4 separate regions of the Sus scrofa genome follow, and regions 1, 3 and 4 are each linked to region 2. Evidence: chromatin contacts called from public HiChIP or PLAC-seq and promoter capture Hi-C data. All regions are on one chromosome and are shown on one strand. The core of a region is the stretch at or near the end of the contact, and the rest is flanking DNA. Distances in the headings are between cores, read along the strand shown. Region 1 holds the start of LOC100738822 (retinitis pigmentosa 9 protein). Region 2 holds the start of KBTBD2 (kelch repeat and BTB domain-containing protein 2). Region 3 holds the start of LSM5 (U6 snRNA-associated Sm-like protein LSm5). Region 4 overlaps NT5C3A (cytosolic 5'-nucleotidase 3A).

Region 1 (3,329 bases), core at 335-2,834, 210 kb after region 2:
CCTATAGTTAAGGATATTGAGGGCTGGGTGGGGCCAAGCACTGACCTGATCTTAACCCAGGGAAAGATTTTTGAACACTGGCATTACACAGGCAGCAAAGAGGATCCCAGCATCTCTCGAAGGGAGGGGCCAAGACTGTGGAAGCCAGCAATGAAGCGCCTGTATCCACAACCACTACCTATTGAGGTGAAATTCAGCTCAAGAGCCACAAGGAAAGGAGCAGGCCAGGCTCTGAGCAATGCATTTTGTGTCAAAGCTCCCAAAAGGTTAATGAGAAGGGCAGCCCTTTAAGGACCTTTCCTTACATGATTGTCTCCAAGGTATGAGATATGCCTGAAACAGAAATAGTTCAAATAACTCCGTGTACACCAAACTTAGAAAAAAACTTCTAAAGCTAATTACAGAATGACAGAATCACAGGAAACTGAAAGCGTCATTAATCCAAGCTTCCAGCTGATGTTAAATCTCCTTTACAAGCCACCCTCCTCTCAGTGATTATCTGGATTCTCCTCCAGCCCAAGCAGCTGGGGGAGCCCGTGCCTCCTAAGTCAGGCCACGCTGACCATCAAGAATATATGACCTGGTCCTAATTCTTGTTGTTGAGCCATAACTGGCCTCTCCGTAGCTCCCACCTTTAATCCCGGCAACAACAACAACAACGAAAATCCTTAAGACCTGAGAGAACCTATCCATGCTCTTCCACCTGACAGCTCCTCCCGAATATTTAGGGACCAAGCCCTCACCCACTGCTTATTCCTCACTTCACTAACGTTCCAGGATCGGGCTTTCTTCCCCCTTACTAACAGCAGAAGACGAAAAGAAAGAGGATTTAATCCAGATCATAGAGAGCCCCTGGAACTGAGAAACAGGAAAGGAGCAAGGCGCTCAGCCGCACTTGCCTGCGGCCCGTCCCCAGTCCCGCCCGAGGGCATAACAGCGCCTCTGAGCACATCGACGTCGCCTCTCCAGGAATAAAGCCATCGCCTCGTTGGGGAAGGGCGCGACCTCCGCCCCCGCGCGCCGGAGGCCGGCCTCGGGGTAGACCCTCCCCCGTGGAGGGTCGGCTGGAAGTCGAGGGTCACGCCGCCCGGGGTCTCAACCGGCGCCCGGCTCTCTGGGGGCCGACGGGCCCAACGAGCCCATTCCCGGGTCTCCGAGCGCCCCGCCTACAGCGCCAACTCCGCGCCGCGCGACCCCAGGGACTCACAAGGACTCCAGGTGCTTGAGTTGCTGCAGCTGCTGCGCGTCGTGCCGCCGCCGTTTCTGCTCCCGGCGTCGCTGCAGCTCCTGCTCCTGGGGCTCCCGCGGTCGCCGCGCGCCCCCGGACCTGGGGTTGTCGCTCCCCGGCCCGGACGACATCGTCGCCGAGGCGGCCCCGCGCGGCGAAGCCAGCACTTCCTCCGCGTCGTGCACGCCTGGATCCGCAGCGCCCCCTCTTGCCGCCACTCCGCTGTTGGCCAGGCGGCCAGGTGTCCCTTCGGAGGCTGCCTGCACCCCGCCACCCGACAGGCCCGCGCAGTAGCATGTCTGCTCTAAGTGCCAGGCGCTGGCGTCAGGTCCCCGGGTGCGGGCGTCCGAGCGCGCCTCCTGGCGGCGGCTGAGAGCCTCGGCGCTGAAGACGCTGTGGCAGGAAGCTTAAGAAAGAAAAATGTTGAACCAATAATTACTCACATATTAGAATTTCATATTGTACAATACAGGGAATGTAGCCAATATTTTGTAATAACTAAATGTAGCGTAACCTTTTAAGCTGTATAAAAATTAAAAAAATAAAAAAGAATAAAAAAGCAAATACTCAAATATTTTTGTATGTTAATGCTTTAAAAACATTTCAATTATGCTCACTTCTATGAAGACATCCAGGGTTACCTGTTCCAGTGGTTGGCCAGGAAGTCTTCACAGGGGAAGGGGCATTTCAGGAGAGGCTTAAAGGGTGACTAGGAGCTGGTGGAGCAAAGAAGAAAGGAAAGTATTCCAGGAGGAAGGGCAACCCATGGAAGAGTACTTTATGTACAGGAGAGAGAGAGAAGGCCAATGTGGAGCTGGAACCTGGAAAGCAAGGAGCAGAGCCTTGAGATGAAGCTGGAGAGGCAAACCAGATGAGGTTATCAAACCCTGTGAAGGACCTGGATCCCAATGCTAAGTGTGGTAGGAAGGTAATGAAGAAGATACAGGTGAAATTTACTATCAGATTTGAGTTTTAAACAGACTTCTCTCCATGCTACATGGCACTACACTATGTGATGCCACGCATGTTCTACACCTGTTGATGTGCCAAATCTTTCTATATGACTGACATTGTTCGTTCCACAAATATTTATTTGGACTGAGAAGTGCTGTGTTCATGTTTTTCAAACTGTGAGTCAAGAGTCATTAGAGAATTGTGAAATCCACTTAGGGAATTGCCAGCAATTTTTTTTTGTTTGTTTGTTTGTTTTTTTTGGGCTGCACGCGAGGCACGTGGAGGTTCCCAGGCTAGGGGTCTAATTGGAGCTGTAGCTGCCGGCCTATGCTACAGCCACAGCAAAGCCAGATCCAAGCCTCATCTGCGACCTACACCATAGCTCATGGCAACGCTAGATCCTTAACCCACTGAGCGAGGCCAGGAATCGAACCGCAACCTCATGGTTCCTAGACAGATTCATTTCTGATGCGCCATGATGGGAACGCCAATATTTTAAACAATGAAATGAAACAGAAAAGAATAGAAAGTAGAAATATCAAAGTGCACTACACATACATACATTAAGATATCCTTTCCAAACTTATTTTGTTCCATGGTTAAGGCGGAAAAAAAAGGAAAAGATTGAGATCTGTATTTTAATTATTAAACAGTCTAACATGCTTAACATAGTGCCTGGCACATATTATAGCTCTTGAGTGATTGGATCAATAAATCAATGACCTTTTTGACGGGTATAGTCCTTTATGTATCTAATATGTACTGATTTCTTTTTCTGCCACCCATGTGGCATATGGAAGTTTCTGGGGTCAAGGAACTAATCCAAACCGGAGCTGTGACCTATGCCACAGCTGCAACAATGCCAGATCCTTAACTCACTGCACTGGGTGGGCATCCAACTGGTGTCTCCACAGAGACAAGCTGGATCATTACCCACTGTGCCCAATGGGAAATCCTAATATGAGTTTAAGAAAATAAAATGGGGAGTTCTGGTTGTGACTCATTGGGTTAAGAACCCGGCTAGTATCCATGAGGATTTGGGTTCCATTCCGGCCCTCTCTCAGTGGGTTAAAGTATCTCGAGCTGACGCAAGCTGTGGGGAAGGATCTGGAATTGCTATGGCTGTAGCAGGACAGCTCTGATTTGA
Region 2 (3,148 bases), core at 119-2,618:
ACAACACGGAGAGAAGGAAGAAGGAAAAAAAAAACAAAAACAAAAAAACGCACTGTTAATTAATTGCTTCAAAAGGAAATATAATTTTAACCAGGCCACACTGCCGATAGGTTGTCTGCGAATGCCAGAACGCTCAGGGAGCCAGACGTACAGATTCATGTATCAACAACACGTGACCAGAGCTGTACCGTACCCTACGTTTTTCTAAGGCTGATATGGTAGACAGATACTTCACACACACATACACTTTCAGAGTTAATTTTCCACTTTAAACTGTTTTTCTAGTTTCACTTGTGGGGGCCATCGTGGCATCGGACAATTCTAGAAATCTGCAGACTGTACATTCCTTTCCCTTTGAGGTACCCAAGAGAGAGAGTAGGTTAATAAACCAGGGGAAAAAAAAAAAACAAAACCAAACCTGTTAACTCGAAATAACTACATCAAACTAACGGATACTCTTCTACTCCAAGGTTTCTCAATTCATAGGGAGACAGGGTGGTCGAGTTCAAATAAGTTAGGGATTTCACAGTCTAAAGTAAACACGCACACAATTTTCCGTTTCAAAGGGCAGATTCTGCCGTCTTTTAAAAATCACGAGCAGATCACAATGGGACCTCTGTTAATCTAAACATCTCCTGGCTACTTCAGATGTACCGGGAAAGAAAAACATGCGAGCGAAGGGCTTGCCCTCCTTCTGCCCACCGTCTCGCGAAGATGTCGCGAGTCGTTAAGGGAAACAGCTTGATTTGGGCCAGCGCGGGCGCCAGCCGGGGCCAGGGCGCCGCCCGGGAGACCCGCGGCCGGAAACGCCCCCGCGAGCGGCGCACCGGCCGGACGCCGGGCCGCAGAGGGGCCGCCGCGGGGTGGGGAGCAAGGCGCCGACCGCCCGCGCCCCTCCCCCGCCCGTGGCGGAAGCGTCTCGGGTTTGAAAGATGCCGCCGCCGCCGCCGCCCCCCGCCCGGCGAGCCACAAAGAGCCGAGCCCCCTCCCGCCGCGGCCCTCCTCCCCCAGTTCCTCCACAGGTCGTCCCCGGCTCCCCCCCCCCCGGCCCAGCACTGACGACGCCTGCTCACCCGAGTCCCTCTGTCCCGAGGGTTAGGATCCGGTGCGGCTGGCGGCCCCGAAGACACTGGGCCCCTGGGGCGCGGCGGCGGGGGCGTGGCCCTCCCGCGGCGTCCAGGGCCGGGGTCTCGCCTCCCGCCTAGGAAGGCTGGCGCCGCCGCCTTCTCTTCCTTCCGGTTTCCCTCGCGCCCTCCCTCGGCAGGTCCGTCCCGAGCGGAAAGCAGCGTCCTCTCTAGGCGCCGCCGCACGCTCCCCAGGGCCCGACCACCGCCAAACTCCTCCCCCGGGAGCCGCGCCGCCCGCACCGCCTCGTCAGCCCCGGGGCCGCGAGACGCCCGGCTCGCCGCTCCTGCCCCGCCCCTGCGGCGCGCTCTCGCTCCCCTTGGCGGGCCCCTTCCGAGGCCCGGGAACGCGCGGACAGCGGACTGTGGGCCAGCCTTTGCCAAGTCTCCTTTTCCGCCGCCCGCGCGCGCCTAGCAGCACAAACGTCAGTTTTGCAGTTTCCCGGGTTCTGGAGACGCCCCCCGCCCCCCCAACGCCGCCCCGCCCTTTTCCTTTGCTGAATCCCACCGGAAAGCCAAAACAATTGGGTCCGCGCAGGCGCGAGAAGGAAGCGGAAAGAGCAGGAAGGGCGGGGGAGGCGCGAAATGACGGGGAAATGCTTTTGAAGGGGTTTCCCGGGGAAGGTCAGCGGAGAGCCCGCGGAGAGCGCGTGCGCGGCCGAGGGGTCGCCCGTGAGACCCGCCGGCCTGGGGCGCAAGGGGGGCGGGGGTTCGGGCGGTGGAGGGTTCTGGGGTGCTACGCTGGCGAAGAGAGGCCCGATAAATTGAGTGCTAGGAACTACAGACAGCTTTATGCCTGTTTTTCCCCCTTGAAATATAGAAATTTGCAGGCTGGGTGAGAGAGTGAGAATGAGGAGCACTGAAAAACATCAGACCATGAAAGAAAGAGAAATTGGGCGGCTGGCTAAGTAGGCTTTGTCTCCTAAGCCCCTAATCTCCAAAACAGGCCCTCCACTTTGCAGAGCATGTTCCGTTTTCCTGATCGAAGCAAGAGAGGCTTCACGTCCTGGTTTCAAGGCCAAGGAAAAGCAAAACAACACCCCAAAGGGCCTGCAGCCCTGGGGAGGGAACCGTTGGCCTGCGGAGGGGAGGCTCTGAACGCCAGAGAGTTTGTGCTGCAATGCAGCGGCTACCTGCTCTCCAAACCCGAGCCTTCAGCTTCACATGTGAGATCTTTGCAGTAGCCGAACGCTGTGGTCTCCACTTGGTACTGCTAGCAGGCAGAAAGTTGTAGATTTACTCTCTCTTTTGATAGAAGTTATTCGTGGATCAAAGTTGTCAGAAATGGCCGCATAGGCTTCATCCTCCCTCCTAACTTCCACTCTTGGCACAAGCCCAATCTGGTGAATGTACATGACTAATTATAAACGAAGTGCATATGTGTTACTGAAGAGATTCTTTAAGCTAGACTAAATCAACTGAATACACACCAAAATGTGTGTATCTGGGACTACTGATAAGGATTTTGCAGTAGAGTCTAGAAACCAGCTCAATTTAACAAATCTTTATTGAGTGTCCAGTATGCTTTTACTCTGCTTCGTCTGATTAAATGTTTAAGTCTTTTGATATTTAACAACAAAGAAGCCATACAAGAGATTCAGTCATCCATTTAACAAACACTTGAGCACCTACTCTGTGCCAGAGTGGATCCTGGAGATGCAAAGCCTAAACAAAGAAGGCAGAAACAAATAATATAGTAAGAGTGTGTTTTGTTCTGTAGAGACGAGAGCTATTTAGGATTTTGATAAGATTTTAGAAAAATGACTGTGAAGTGCGGTAGATACTGGACTGAGTGTGGGGATACTTTTAGGAAGCTGTAACAAATAGTCCAGACAGATAGAGCAGGAGTCCAAACTAATGTAGTGGCAGTAGGGATAGTGAAGCAGAGATGGATTTGAAACTAGCTACATATAATAAACAATACTTGATTAAGAGAATGAGGGAAAATAGAAGTGAAGGACGACTCAGTTTTCCAGTTAGGGTAATTAGATAGTAGTATCAGTAACTATACAGAGAGTAGCTAA
Region 3 (3,408 bases), core at 56-2,555, 150 kb before region 2:
AACAAAAAAAAATTTTTTTAATTAAAAAACAAAGAAAAACCCATACCCCCACTTTTTAAAAGGATACTGACAAAGTCATCAAATCCGAGAAGCGTGCCAACAATCTCTTTATCACTCTTCATCACAATGTGAATTCTTGATCCTATACACTTGTCTACAAGCTCTATAGATACAGGTTTTTTAAAAGAAAAATAAGTGGGGGGAGGGGTGAAAAAAATTATTTTGCACATTCATTACTTCAAGAAATATGTGAGTACTTACTGGCACTTATTACTTACATATGGTGAAAGATAAACCAAGAAAAGGATTCACTCAAAAACTTCAGGTCTCGGGAGTTCCCGTTGTGGCGCAGCAGAAACGAAGGCCAGCAGCTACAGTTCCAATGGGACCCCTAGCCTGGGAACCTCCATGTGCCTCGGGTGCGGGCCTAAAAAGAAACTTTTTTTTGTTCAATGAAGGAAAAAACTTTCCAATTACCGCCACGTCCACTAACTTAATTACCCTTCAGATACAAAATATTAGAAAAAGACATAACTGTCTTCCCCAGCCCCAAGACGGCTATCCTCTGTTCTCTGAGAGCAGCTTGAATATCTCTTCAGCAGAATTACTGTTACTTGGTATGATGTTTAATTGTCTGGCATCCTGTCTCCTGCGCTGGCATGAATGCTACCTGAAGCTAAGTTACGATGTCTAGTCTACAGATGCGCAAAAACTGTTTGTGGAATAAATGAATGACAATCAGAGCTAATTTCCAGTGTCCCCTTTTAAAGCTCATTGCAGACCCCGCTACCTCTCTCAATAACGGGCCAGACAGACAACAGGGTCTAACCTAGGGATTTTAAATGCCAGGTAGAAGAATGGGACTGCTATCCACTACTGTAAAGGCGAACTCACAACAAAAAAGGCCGACGACGCATTCACTAAGTGTGAACCTTTTCCAGTGACGGTTTGGTGTGAGAACTCAGAAAGTCCTGGCTCAAGAAAACCCTTCCACGCCGAAAAGACGCGGGCGGCCTGAGGCCTCAGAGCCTTAGAGCCCAAAGAGCCGCGGATAAAGAAAACAATTGGTCAGATACATTTCTCTAACACTCAGTCAAGGACTGCGCTGGCCCTCGGCCCGCAACCCTTCAGCTCCCCTCCCCAGCTCCCCACAGGACAACGATTACCTAGAGGTAGCAGCTGCGACGGGTTAGTCGTAGCGTTAGCCGCCATGGCTACGCCGGAAGTGGCCAGCCTCTACCGACGTTGGGAAGGCGAGTTTGAAAGAGCGCGCTTCCGCTTTTTTCCCCTAGCCCGGCCAGGCTCGACCAATCTGAGGCCGAGCGTGCGATCGGGCCAGTCCTACGTGAATCGCTCGGAGTCACTTCTTTCCTCCGCAACGAGATCCGGGGGAATACATCAGTGCGTTGAACATTCTGCGGCCTCAGCAGATACTTTGCCCTCCAAGTTTCCAAGACAAATTAAAGATATCTTGCCTTATAAATAAAATATTCCTCAACCTGGAAGACTGCAAAATAGAAACGTTTGAGTCGTTTGATTTTCCCTGGGTTATATTTCATTTCAACCAAGGATCTTCTGAAGACCAACATAAATATTTTTTCCGCCACTGATTTTATTGTGTTGCAATTTTTGTTAAAAAACAAAAGCAAAAACTTTTTTTTTTTACAGGAATCTACCGCTTTTTTTTTTTTTTTTTTTTTTTTTTTTCTTTTTAAGGCCACAGAGCAGATACATGGAAGTTCCCAAGCTAGGAGTCAAATCGAGCTGCAGCTGCCGGCCTAGCCACAGCCACAGCAATGTGGGTTTGAGCCGCAGCTCGCAGCAACAAGGGGATCCTTAATCCACTGAACGACCCCAGGAATCCAACACACGCTCAGGTATACTAGTTGGATTCTTAATCCTCTAAGCCACAAAGGAGAACTCCCTACCTTTTTTTTTTTTTTTTTTTTCTTTTCTTTTCTTTTCTAGGGCTGCACCTGCAGCATATGGAGGTTCCCAGGCTAGGGGTCTAATCGGAGCTGTTGCTGTCAGACTACGCCAGAACCACAGCAACTGCCAGATCCAAGCCACGTTTGCGACCTACACCACAACTCAGGCACAACGCCGGATCCTTAACCTACTGAGCGAGGCCAGGGATCGAACAGGCAACCTCATGGTTCCTAGTCGGATTCCTTAACCACTGAGCCACCACAGGAACTCCCCTACCTTCTTTTAAAGGTTCAGTGTAGGAGTTTCCATTGTGGCTCAGTGGTAAGGAACCCAACCAGTACCTGGGGACAGGGGATTGGATCCCTGGCCCCACACAATGGGCTAAGGATCCGGGGTTGTCATGAACTGCAATTGTAGGTCTCAGACGTGGCTGGGATCTGCTTTGCTGTGGCCTAGGCCAGAAGCTACAGCTACGATTTGATCCCCTAGCCTGGGAACCTCCATAGACTGCAGAGTGCGGCCCTAAAAAGACCAAAGGAAAAAAAGTTTGCAAACCCATAGCTAGCTTTAAAGAAATACTTTTCTGGGGGTTCCCCTCGTGGCTCAAAGGTAAGGAACTGGATTAGTATCCTTGAGGACAAGGGTTCAATCCCTGGCCTTGATAAGTGGATTAAGGACCTGGCCTTGCTCTGAGCGCTGGTGTGGGTCGCACAGGTGGCTCTGATACAGTGCGGCTGTGGCTGTAGGTAGGCCACAGCTACAGCTCCAATTCAACCCCTAGCCTGGGAACTTCTATATGCGTGGGTTCGGCCCTTAAAAAAAAAAAAAGAAAAAAGAAAGAACTTTTCTGTGATAGGAGGGATTTAAAATATGTTTTATTTTCTACTACTTTTTAAAATGCATTGCTCTTAATCTTGTATTTAGGTGTCTTTCAGACTTTTTGTATTCACTTTCTTCCACAAACACATTGAGAGACAACCACCAGATGTCACTCTATGTCAATGATATCACTGGAAGAACTTTTTACACTTCTATTTTGAAAAGAGAAAGCAAACAAATTCTCTGCCTTAGTCTATTTTATGTTTGTAACAGAGGAACTTAAAGCTAAAGACTCTAAGCAGGAGAAACCAGGAAAAACATTCATTCATACAACAAATGGTTGTAAAGCTCCCATCATTCATTCATTGAATACTTTTAGTTGTACAGTCTCTGGCATTTTGCTGAATATAAAACAATATAAAGAACAGAACCATGAAATTTTCTGCCCTTACAGGAGCTAAAGGATAAATGGACAACTTTCAAACAATACAAGACAGGAGTTCCCATTGTGGCTCAGCGGAAACAAATCTGACCAGTATCTACGAGGATGTAAGTTTTGTCCCTAGCCTTGCCCAGTGGGTTAAGGATCCCAAGTTGCTGTGAGCTGTGGTGTAGGCCAGAGGCTACAGCTTTGATTGGACCCCTAGCCTGGGAACCTCC
Region 4 (3,015 bases), core at 507-3,006, 150 kb after region 2:
GGATTCAGAGTTGCTGCAGCTGCAGTGTAGGTCTCAGCTGCAGTTCAGATTCAATCCCTGGTCCAGGAACTTCCAAATGCCTCGTGAGGCCATTTAAAAGAAAAGAAAGAAATATATATGTATCTTAAGTAGGTAAACCACAATACTTATAATATACAGAGAATAACAGAACAATGATAATTGATCAATAATTAGATTTCCCTCTCCTGCCAAAAGTAGGAACATGTGACAAAATCATATACAGGAAACGGTTGTGTACCTAGGACAAATAGAATAAGTATTTAATTAGCTTAGAAAGATAAAAATTTTAAAGATGAACAATACGGTAACATCTTACTAAAGAAGTAATTCTCATTTTCACCTAGAAGCATGCTTTACTCAAAAGCTTCAAAGAGTTAGACCAAATGCTGGCTCTGCTACTTACTAGCTATAGTTCCTAAGCAAATTAACTGAAAATTATGATAATTACCAGCTGTACTGTGTTTTAAGGATTAAATTAGGTAAAACACACGGGTATATTTGGATATAAGTAAACACTCTCAAATTTTAGTTCCTTTTCCCTAGTTACAAGATAACAAACAGGGTAGGGTCAAACTCACCCCAAAGTCAATCAGTTTCTAATTATTTTCTAGTTCTAATGCTGGTGTAGTTCTCTCTTATCTTAGGGGAACTTCTGGAGGTTTCTTTTTTGTAACATTTCACTATGCTATAAAGGTAAGGTTAAGTTCTCAAACTTTTCTCATCTCTATCAAAATCGATCCACTGTCTCATTCCCTCATTCCCTCGGTGTGACAGAGAAATCAAGATAAACCGACAAACAGTTCACAGGGGAAGACTCTGTAATATGATTTTTTTGATGATAGTACTCTGGACCCACACTCCAAGTGGGACATCTGAGGTAAGGTAAACGGGAGGGGTGTGCCGTGACTAGGCTTCAGAGAAGATACAACAGAGGCAGGAAGGATCTTGCAGGAACCCACATCGTCTTAAACCTATGACTACTTCCACCTACTTACAAGCAGGAACTTGCCAAACACATTAAGCAACCCTCCAACAACTGCAAAACAACTTTGTAATCTATTAGCAAGTGAAATGAAGAACATATTTTGAAAAAAATAGACAAATGGCATTTACATCTGTATTGGCAGAAAAACGTCACACTTGGTTTAAATTTCTAGGTTAATAATGGTTTTTAGGAGAGGAAAAATAATTTCTCCTCTACTCTTCCAGGTTCTTTCCTGAGGCATGCCCTGTACTAAAACAAACAAACAAAACAGATTAACAGAAAAAAAAAAAATCGTACCTATGAGAGCAAGCACAAAGATAGGAGACCCAAAGAGAGCCAGGCAATAGAGGCTTTTATACCATATTGAGCTAAGGAGAAAGAGGTAGGAGCCTGGGACTTCAAGGGAAGGAAGGCAATTCAAAGCAGGAGAGGAAGAACAAACAAACATTTACCAAACACTTGGTAAACAAACATTTGTCCTTCCATGCAGGTAAGTCTATAAGATGAAAATGTAATCTCTGGTAATAGCTCTCTTTCAGGTCTCCTTTCTAAATTTTTAGGCATTTAAGGAGGTAAAAAGCTGTTCTTGAATCCACTGAGTCTTGATTGTCTTCAGCTCCAAATAATCCACATGCTGAAATGGCCTTTTTGGGTGCCATATTATGCTCCCTTTCAGGCTTAAACCACAGAGAGTAAACATCCAAGTGCATTGACAAGTTAATTTAAAAATGTAGCCCTGGGCCACAGCAGAGGGAGAAGTCTGCCACCTGCTGATACAAAACAGAACAGGGAATAATTTCCCTGATGCTTTTCTTTAAGGGAGGAAACCTATCGGGTAAGGTTCGTTACATTAAATTTCAAATAAGTTATTATATGAAGATATAATATACAACCTCTAACTTAAAGGAGAATAAAGATTAAAATATAATTTCAGATTTCCTGTATGCTTCTTAATTCAATATATAATGCCATGCCTGAATTATTTTAAAAGCAAGTATAAGAGAAATATATGGAAATGATTTAACAAATTATAGGGAACATTCAAACTGCTTGAAACATTTAAAACTGCTATGAAAAATGAGAGATAATCCAAGACATTTTGAAAAATCATAAAATCTGTGGGGAAAGGAAAATAATTTTCCCTCTACCCTTCTAGGTCCCTGGCTGAGACCTGCCAGGAATAAAAGATCAACAGGAGAAAAACAAGTTTAATAACATGTACAGTATACTTCCTGTATACATGGGAGATACCCAGGAAAACTGAGTTAGCTCCCAAAATGGCTCAAGCCATCACCTAAAATGCTGTCTCTAGCTAAAGACAAAAGACGTTGGGCAGGGGAAAGCCAGGTTTTCAGGCAAAGCTCAGTAAACAGGGGTGTAGTTTTTATGTGAAGTTAAAACCTTTAAAAAAGAGTTTCTAAGATTCAGTCATCACACTCTTCCTGGTACAGAAAGGAAGATGCCCGTAAAAATGGAGATTTTGCTTATAAATGTAAGTTGCTCTTATCAAAGTGTAACTTCTGCTTGCTTTTTAGTTTTTCTCCTGTCAGCTGGTTTTTTTTGTTTTGTTTTGTTTTTTAAATCAGCCTAAAAATCCTTATGCCAAAGAGGTATATTTTGGAGTTACAAATTCTGCCCCCTTTCAAATCCTATAGATTTCACCTCTGCAATCCATCAATTTTCTGTCTTCCTCTTTCTACTGCTCTCATAGAAGTCTAGAGAGCATAGTCATTCTCTTTATTCCAGGATTATTTTAATTCCTGCCTTCCTGCTCCTCCAGGAAGGCAGATTTGCCAACCCAACATATACCTCTCTGACATAAGGATTATTTTGAACTGATTATTTCAGAGAAATAGCAGAAACAGAAGAAGCTCTGAAAACAAAGTAGAAACTACCCTTTTGTAAGGGAAATTTACATTTATAAAGCAAATCTTCTCTCTTTGTCTCTCTTTGTACCCGGAGGAGAAGCATGATTAAAGCACAAGAAACATATCAATGGAGAATGCACT

What was found. Promoter capture Hi-C pulls out the DNA fragments that hold promoters and counts their contacts. HiChIP or PLAC-seq counts read pairs in DNA pulled down with a chosen protein or histone mark.
Region 1: an H3K27ac HiChIP or PLAC-seq map of alveolar macrophages shows a contact between it and region 2. The contact joins the promoter of LOC100738822 here to the promoter of KBTBD2 in region 2. A contact is called at or near these places in 1 of 5 promoter capture datasets (liver), 1 of 47 Hi-C or Micro-C datasets (liver) and 1 of 2 datasets of contacts at active chromatin or transcription factors (alveolar macrophages).
Region 3: an H3K27ac HiChIP or PLAC-seq map of alveolar macrophages shows a contact between it and region 2. The contact joins the promoter of LSM5 here to the promoter of KBTBD2 in region 2. A contact is called at or near these places in 2 of 5 promoter capture datasets (fetal liver and liver), 15 of 47 Hi-C or Micro-C datasets (alveolar macrophages, brain, embryonic fibroblasts and 8 more) and 2 of 2 datasets of contacts at active chromatin or transcription factors (alveolar macrophages and skeletal muscle).
Region 4: a promoter capture Hi-C map of fetal liver shows a contact between it and region 2, with 2.3 times the contacts expected there. The contact joins the enhancer-like site here to the promoter of KBTBD2 in region 2. A contact is called at or near these places in 2 of 5 promoter capture datasets (fetal liver and liver), 3 of 47 Hi-C or Micro-C datasets (embryonic fibroblasts, fetal heart ventricle and liver) and 2 of 2 datasets of contacts at active chromatin or transcription factors (alveolar macrophages and skeletal muscle).

The regions. Positions count from the first base shown.
Region 1 is chr18:40,395,806-40,399,134 of Sscrofa11.1, reverse strand. LOC100738822 (retinitis pigmentosa 9 protein) reads right to left here and starts at 1,584. Exons shown (of 7, transcript XM_003484045.4): 1 at 1,208-1,584. The coding sequence starts at 1,359.
Region 2 is chr18:40,602,678-40,605,825 of Sscrofa11.1, reverse strand. KBTBD2 (kelch repeat and BTB domain-containing protein 2) reads right to left here and starts at 1,368. Exons shown (of 4, transcript XM_021079001.1): 1 at 1,074-1,368.
Region 3 is chr18:40,750,287-40,753,694 of Sscrofa11.1, reverse strand. It overlaps LSM5 (U6 snRNA-associated Sm-like protein LSm5), which reads right to left and starts at 1,305. Exons shown (of 4, transcript XM_005673273.3): 1 at 1,167-1,305; 2 at 68-163. The coding sequence starts at 1,212.
Region 4 is chr18:40,450,527-40,453,541 of Sscrofa11.1, reverse strand. The region is part of intron 1 of NT5C3A (cytosolic 5'-nucleotidase 3A); the gene reads right to left. Among named protein-coding and RNA genes, the nearest start is that of NT5C3A, 11 kb to the right of the region's middle. Within about 2 kb of position 1,756, at least 11 of the 83 cell types and tissues checked have an H3K27ac peak or open chromatin away from gene starts, as enhancers often do. A contact at or near this core is called in alveolar macrophages, fetal liver and liver, where this site is marked.